2 separate regions of the Drosophila melanogaster genome follow, and region 2 is linked to region 1. Evidence: chromatin contacts called from public targeted proximity ligation data. All regions are on one chromosome and are shown on one strand. The core of a region is the stretch at or near the end of the contact, and the rest is flanking DNA. Distances in the headings are between cores, read along the strand shown.

What was found.
Region 2: a contact with region 1 is called in a targeted proximity ligation map of the Kc167 cell line, with 4 times the contacts expected there. A contact is called at or near these places in 11 of 107 Hi-C or Micro-C datasets (the D17-c3 cell line, the Kc167 cell line, the ML-DmBG3-c2 cell line and 4 more) and 1 of 7 datasets of targeted methods (the Kc167 cell line).

The regions. Positions count from the first base shown.
Region 1 is chr3L:19,895,095-19,898,396 of dm6, forward strand. lncRNA:CR32218 (long non-coding RNA:CR32218) reads right to left here and starts at 1,297. Exons shown (of 1, transcript NR_037751.2): 1 at 122-1,297. The region is part of intron 1 of Mi-2 (Mi-2,); the gene reads right to left. Su(Tpl) (Suppressor of Triplolethal) reads right to left here. Exons shown (of 5, transcript NM_001300193.1): 2 at 2,224-2,314; 3 at 1,818-2,165; 4 at 1,704-1,753.
Region 2 is chr3L:20,997,907-21,001,383 of dm6, forward strand. skd (skuld) reads right to left here. Exons shown (of 13, transcript NM_168879.3): 9 at 3,437-3,477; 10 at 1-3,375. Among named protein-coding and RNA genes, the nearest start is that of scaRNA:PsiU6-40, 6.9 kb to the right of the region's middle.

The sequences.
Region 1 (3,302 bases), core at 47-2,546:
TTGCTAAGACGTGACACACTTCCACTGCGCTCTTTTATGAACTGACAAATCCAAGCTATGCAGGCTAACTTATCTCAATGACTTTTCAAGCTATGCTTATATGATGTTTTTTTTTTTTTTTGACGAATGTAAGAATTTCACTTCCGTATGGCAAAGGCAACAATTTTTAAATTTTACACTTTCAAAAAGTCAAATACTCTCTCTCTCTCTCTTTTGCTCGCTCGATCGCTCTCTTTGTATGGGTTGCTTGCAAATAACACAATTTCTTTTGTTAAATAATATGGTATTTTAATTGGGTTAAGGTAGGCATGTATTTTTGCTCTCTTGTCCCTGTTTTTGTTGCTCTTACTAATGTTACTACTGAGCGAGGAAGCTGGGGGAAGGCTTACTGCTCTATTCGCCTCTCTCCCTGTTGGTTTTGTTGCTATTTTTTAATTTATTTGAAAGTGCCGCAAGCCGCGACTCCTGCGCCAGGTGTCAATGTGTGTGCGTATGTGTGTCGCATGCTCTTTCTCTCTCGCTTACACTCGCCTACTGTCTGCCTGGATGATGGCGTTTATATGTATGTAAGAGAGCACCTCAGGTCATAAGCAAAATCAAAGACAGCAAATCAATGCTCCGCTCCGCTCGCACACGTCCGTGACTGGCCTTACGCTCTCTCACTTGCTCATACGGTGATCGTAACGAGCGCGTTGAAGCGAGACAACTGCTGGTTTGATTGGCTTCTCTGCGACTCTTGCTGTTGTTGTTATTTTTGTTGTTGCTGCTGCTTGATCTTTTTCCTTTTCGCTTTTTCGCTAAAAATCATCTGTGTTTGTACGGTGATTTTTATATATTTTATTGGCACTGACTCTGCTTATTATATTTTTTAGTTGCGCATAGATACATAAGTACGATTTGGCGTATCGCAGTGTGCACAGACGCAGGTATGCTTGTACACTTAAATCTTTCTTTGCACACGCACACTAATTTTCAGCACTTTAAATATTGTTTGATTTTAATGCCTTTTAACCACTTTTTGTGCTGCTTTTGTATTGGCTGGCGGACACACACGAATACATATATCTATTTCTATATTATACGTACGCTTTACGCGTATGCGACACTTTTACTCAAGACATTTTTGGTCAAGTGGATTTTGTTGTACATTCATTTGGAGAACTGTTCTGAATTAATCGAGTTGACTTCTTATTATTTTATGTGTTTTTTAAGTGCAGTTTTTAGCTGCCTTCTCTTCTTTTGTAGTGCGTCTGTGTGTGCCAAGGTATCTTAATCAACGTACAAAAGGTATCTGCTAAATGAAATCGAAACGAGTTGCTTTCAAGTGGTTGCCCGTCGATTGCTGTTGTTGTTGCTACTGCTGCTGCCACTGCTCTCTTTGCACTCGTTTATTACAAGTGAGAGAACGGAAGTAGCGAGTGGCAGATCACTTCGCTGCTCTTAGCCTGTCCACTCTCGCTCTCTGGCTCCTCGCTTCTTTTGGTATGTACGTGCCTTGTATCACTTGCCGTATAATTCGTTGTTTTTGTTTTTGCCAGTCAAGCAAAGCAAGGCAGAAATGAAAACAAGTTTGCAATATTTTAATGTGCGCACTTGGCACTCGTCAATCTCTTAATTTTGCCTCTCTTTTTACGCGTGTGAGCTTTTTGGGATCTGGGCACGTCTTAGCAAATTAAAAAAAAAATTAGATAGACTAAGCTTACTTTTTGGTTGTATGTGAGTTTGTTTTTTAGCTGGAAATCTGCAGGCGGTACTATAAGAATAATAGTTCAGCTTAGTGGCGGATTAAGAAGCAAACAGGCAACGGGCGTACTTACAATTGATTATGTATTCTAATAAAAAACAGATTGGTTTTGCTGTTGAAACAGCTGTTTTGCCACCTGTATGCCCCCACACCACGTCACACGTAGTAGTTTGTGCTGCTCTCCCTCTCGCGCTCCGCTCTCTTTATCGCTGCAGCGATAAAGTTCCAACAAAACAGAAAGAAAAACAGCACGACTGCAACAACAACCGTGTGCCAGTCGCAATCAGCTGTTTTGCCCGCTCACTCGCTCTGCTCTCTTGCCACAGCAGTGTTGGTAAATGCGTATTATCGATTTGGTGGTCTAGACTTATCGGTCAATCGAGATATGAGCTTTAAATTGTTGGACGTTGACTTCTTGTTGCTGCAAAATTGTGACCAATTTTAATATAAAATCACGTTTATGGCTTTGTTTGGCCTACTTGTGAGTTGATTGTTGCTATACTGTGCAAGCGTATACGTGTTGTTGATTTCTGTTCCGTTGCCTTGTTACTGCATTGACTTAATTTCACTCTGCACTTGGGTAATAAAAAAAAGGAAAACACTTTAGTATTTTATTTGGTTTGCACTTGAGATAGTTTTGTTTCCACTCTCCCGTCACTCGATCGATTTTTTGGTTTGTTTTGCGTTACGCGTTCGCGATCATACGTTTTTCGCGCTCAGCTGTTGTTTACGTTACTCGCTCTTGGCTCTCGTTGCTCTCTCTCCCGCTCCCTTACTCATTCAAAATTCAAGGTTCTCTTAGCAAAGAGAGCACTAGTGCAGAGCACGCGACATTCGTTGTCATATTTTAGCCTCGACGTTGTTGTTTTTTGTATTTTTGTTCACTTTTGACATTTTTGCATACGAAAATTTTCCGCTTTCAGGTAGATTTACCGTACCGCGGATCTTCTAACTTTTAAGTAATGTAAGTGTGTTTGTATGTGTGCGTGAGTTTGTTTGCCTGTTTTTTGCCTTAGTTTTTTGTTTAATGAATTTTGCCTGGCTTATCTCGTTTCTGTTTGTTTTATGGTTAGAAATTTTAAACCGCATACTCGCACACATACTCAGTAACACGTGCGTAAATGTACGTAGGTAAGTGTTGTTCTTGTGTATTCCACAATGAAACTGTATTTCTATTTGGTTTTTCCCCATACCAACGGCTAAAAGTAAGGTAAAACAATCAAGGGCGCACACCTGCCCTTGGGAGCAAAGGAGAAAGAATCTGACAGACGAATGGCCATTCAAACGGGAGCAACAAGATAGGAAGATGTCTGGGTAAAACCGAGAATGCTACGTCCTAATGTTACCTAAATGTCCGCCGGAAAATGCACGCCCATAAACGCTATTTTGCCAATGATAGAAAAATATCTTTGTTGCTATACACATTTCTGCAGTAATTCTGTCAAAATACGGTTTGAATTTTGGCTTTAAATAATTTGTGTAACTTGTTTGATAGGTAATACAAATATACGAATTCGATCCGTAACAAAAGTAAACAATTTTGATTGTTAATAGGGTT
Region 2 (3,477 bases), core at 630-3,129, 1.1 Mb after region 1:
GGAGTTGTTTCCCGATCCGCAGGCACGTTGTTGCGAGCAGCGCCTACTTGAAGGAAACCATCCCATCCTCGGATGGGTGTGTGTTTGCCCAGCTTGCACATCTCGTAGGTGCTGCTTAGTTCCCGGAAATAGCTGCGAGTACAATTTACCACATGCTCGTTGTCCGGACACACTACCACGTATACAACATCCCTGGCATAGGAGTACGGTTCCAGGAGAAACTTATCCCAATAGTGGATGGAGTGCGGTGCCACCGAGATCCAATCCTTCTCGTAGCCCACCACCACGGATGGTATCGGTTGCGGCTCACATTGTCCGGATGCACGGCCTGCCAGTCGATGGAATTGGCGCCAGGTTAGCGGTCCACTCACCGTATTGTACGAACTGGCATCCTTGGAACCTGAGCCGCCCCTGGATTTGCAATGGAATGCATTCTGCAGCATCGGCTGTATAGCATTCATGGTGCGTACAATCTCCTTATTGCTACGGGTGAAACCGACGGGAAGATATGGCCACTTGTGAACCGTCAACCGCCCAGCACCAATACCTGCTAGCTTGTGACGCAAAGCAGGTGGTGGCGCATGGAAAGCTGTCAGTTGCTGCTGCTGATGCGAGCTACTGCTACCATTCCCATGGAAGTCCATCATGTTGTCCATCCGCTGGTTTTCGAATGCCAATCTCGACTGCTCCAGGGCCAAACTTATAACGTCGTGTGCATCCATAAACTCTAGAACATTTGCAATTGATGCCAATGAGGCAGTGGGAGCTCCATTGTTACCGAAGATCCTTCGTTGGCGGGACATTCGCCTCCGATGAGACTGAAGTGCTCTGTGCACCGAACTGCTAGATGTTTGGATGATAGAGCACTGATCCAATAGCAGGTCAAATACAGCATGACCCAATTGCTCCAGTTGTCCATTAGGCAATCCTCCCGCTCCAATTTTATCCAATGCAGAGCTTGTTTCTCCAGGTCCCTGCTTGTTTTGGTTTTTCCTGCTAAGACTCTGGATGATACTGAGCAACGTGGGCTGCTTATTCCTGCCCGGATCATCCGCGATGCCCGTGATCTCCACCTCATCTTCGTAAAAGAGTCCAGCGCGATGAGAGAGTCTTCGATTAACCACTGCACTGAAACCACACGTACACTCCACGGGATCATCGTCCACATACCCGGTGATATGGGGATTACTGCTGGGCGGCGTGCAAGACGACGAGTTGGAGCCACCATTTGGACCATGGCCATGTCCGGAGCCAGCTCCGGGCATCGAGGCTGAGGCTGGCGAACCCCCAAAGGCACTGATCATCCGCATGCCGCCAAAACCGGCGGAACTGGGTCCATTGAGCATTCGCTGTCCAGCCAAAGCGCCTCCAGCTCCGGAAGGGAAAGGATTGAAGCTAACCCCGGGCAGGGGTACATATACTCCGGAATCCGCTCCGCGAATATTGCCAATCTTTTGCGTATCCGCATTGCACACACACACACTGCTACTATCAAAGTTGTGATCCCGGAAGACATTCAAGGCGGTATCGTACAGCAGGATGTTAACTAGGACAGAATTTACTTCTGGTAATTCCTGAAGCAAGGACGAGGATCCGGCTGCCATCGCTGTTCCACCACTGACAATGCCCGCATCGCCAGTGTACGCTACCATACCCATGTGCCCGCCACCTCCTGTTCCGTGACCCACAACTCCCGTTGCTCCGCCGCCCAAGCCATGCATGTGCGGATGCTCTTGCGAGTGAAGCGGCCGGTTCAAGTACGATGATGTGGAGGTAGCTGGACTGGCCACAGCCAAGTCATACGGATATGGCGGTGGCGGATGCGTGGGGGTTGCCCTCGACATTGGACTACTTCTGGCGGCATACGGACCCATTCCGGGTCCCGGTGAAATTGGTGACATCCCCGCTCGGTGCATTAGCTGCTGCATGGAGGCACCAGGTGGCGCTTGTGGGCAGTTCAACTGATTCAGCAAATACTGACTGCCACCACTGCTCAACGGTTGCGGAACAGTAGAGGGCGTTAATGGTGTCCTCGGCGCCGCTGACAGGAGATCATGAAGGTGCTGATGCTGGTGCTTCTGGTGGCCAACTCCTCCACTAGCCGCCGCTGCTGCTGCGGCTGCCGCTTGTTGTTGCTGCTGATTCTGAAGCTGGAGCTGCTGTAGTTTCTGCTGATGCAATTGGATGCGCTGCTGAAGGGCCTGATGTTTCTGATGCTGCTGCTGTTGAGCTGCCGCTGCTTTAGCCAAAGTTGCTGCTCTTGATTTGTGACTACTCCAGGTGGGTTGATAAAAGCATCCCGTAGGCAGAGTCAGCGGCGGCTGTGTCTGACTGGGCAGGTTGGTCAATGGAGCATATCGCGTCGAGCCCACAAACTTCTCCTGTTGCGGAGGTCGGTACACATAATCCCAGTCATTAATGGGCTCTTCCATAGGACTACCCAGCTCCAGGTTATACTCCTGCTTTACCATTTTGGAGACAGTCTGGATGGCCACCACGGTGACGGGAGCTTGTGCGGCAGCCAGCATAATACTGTTGCTTGGGTTGCTACAGGCTGTTGTGGTGGTGTTGATACTACTCGTGATAGTGGTATTGCAAGTAGTGGTGATACTACTGGTTATAATGGTTGTGGTGGTGTCCACACTGAGATCCGTCATAACCACGTCCGTTTGACAGGGACTCGAGTTCGGGTGCTGCTGCTCGTGAGACGGTGGTGTGGGAAACATCTTGGTAAGATCCTCCGCCTGGATATTGCCCGCGCCCGAGGCCGCAGCTGCTGCTGCCGCTGCTACGGCAGCACTGGCCACCGCTGTGCTCCGTTTGAGGTCTTCGATCGTATTGGTCACAGCACTGCAGCCGCCATTCGAGGGGTTGTTAGAATCGGGTGGCGTGTGGATTTGCACACTGCTGCACTCGTCGTTCGAGCTTGTCTCAAACAACTGCTCCAGATCGTTGAGCGAGGGATTCAAGCCTTCAGCTGTGAAGAGATTACCACCGCTACCACTTCCTCCACCGCTGCTGTTGCCGCCCGAGGATTTCGACGTTTCCTTGCAAGAAGGGGAATGCAATCCAGGCTCTGTCTTAATGTTCAGTCCCTGGAAGAAGCTGCTACCATCAGCTTCTACATCACTGCCACTGGCAGTACTGTTGGCAATGCCCACTAGACCACCGCCGGAGCTGCCCGCCGCCTGTCCTCCACCGCCTCTCCCTCCTGCTTGGCTCGCTGACTCATCCAAGGAAAGCAACTGTGAGCCATAAACGGATCCTGGCGAAGGCATCACGGGCTTCACGTGGTTTTGTCCTTCGTAAAGGTTCTTGGCATACCTAGGTCTCCGTTGCTTTTCCATCTTCGGACGTTTCACCGTGCTATAGTCCCTGTAGTGGTGAAAATTCAATGTTAGAGCGCTGTTTCAGAAAGACAAAACGACATACTTACCAGTATTCCTGGTACTGAAAGTCATAGATGACCTCCTTGAG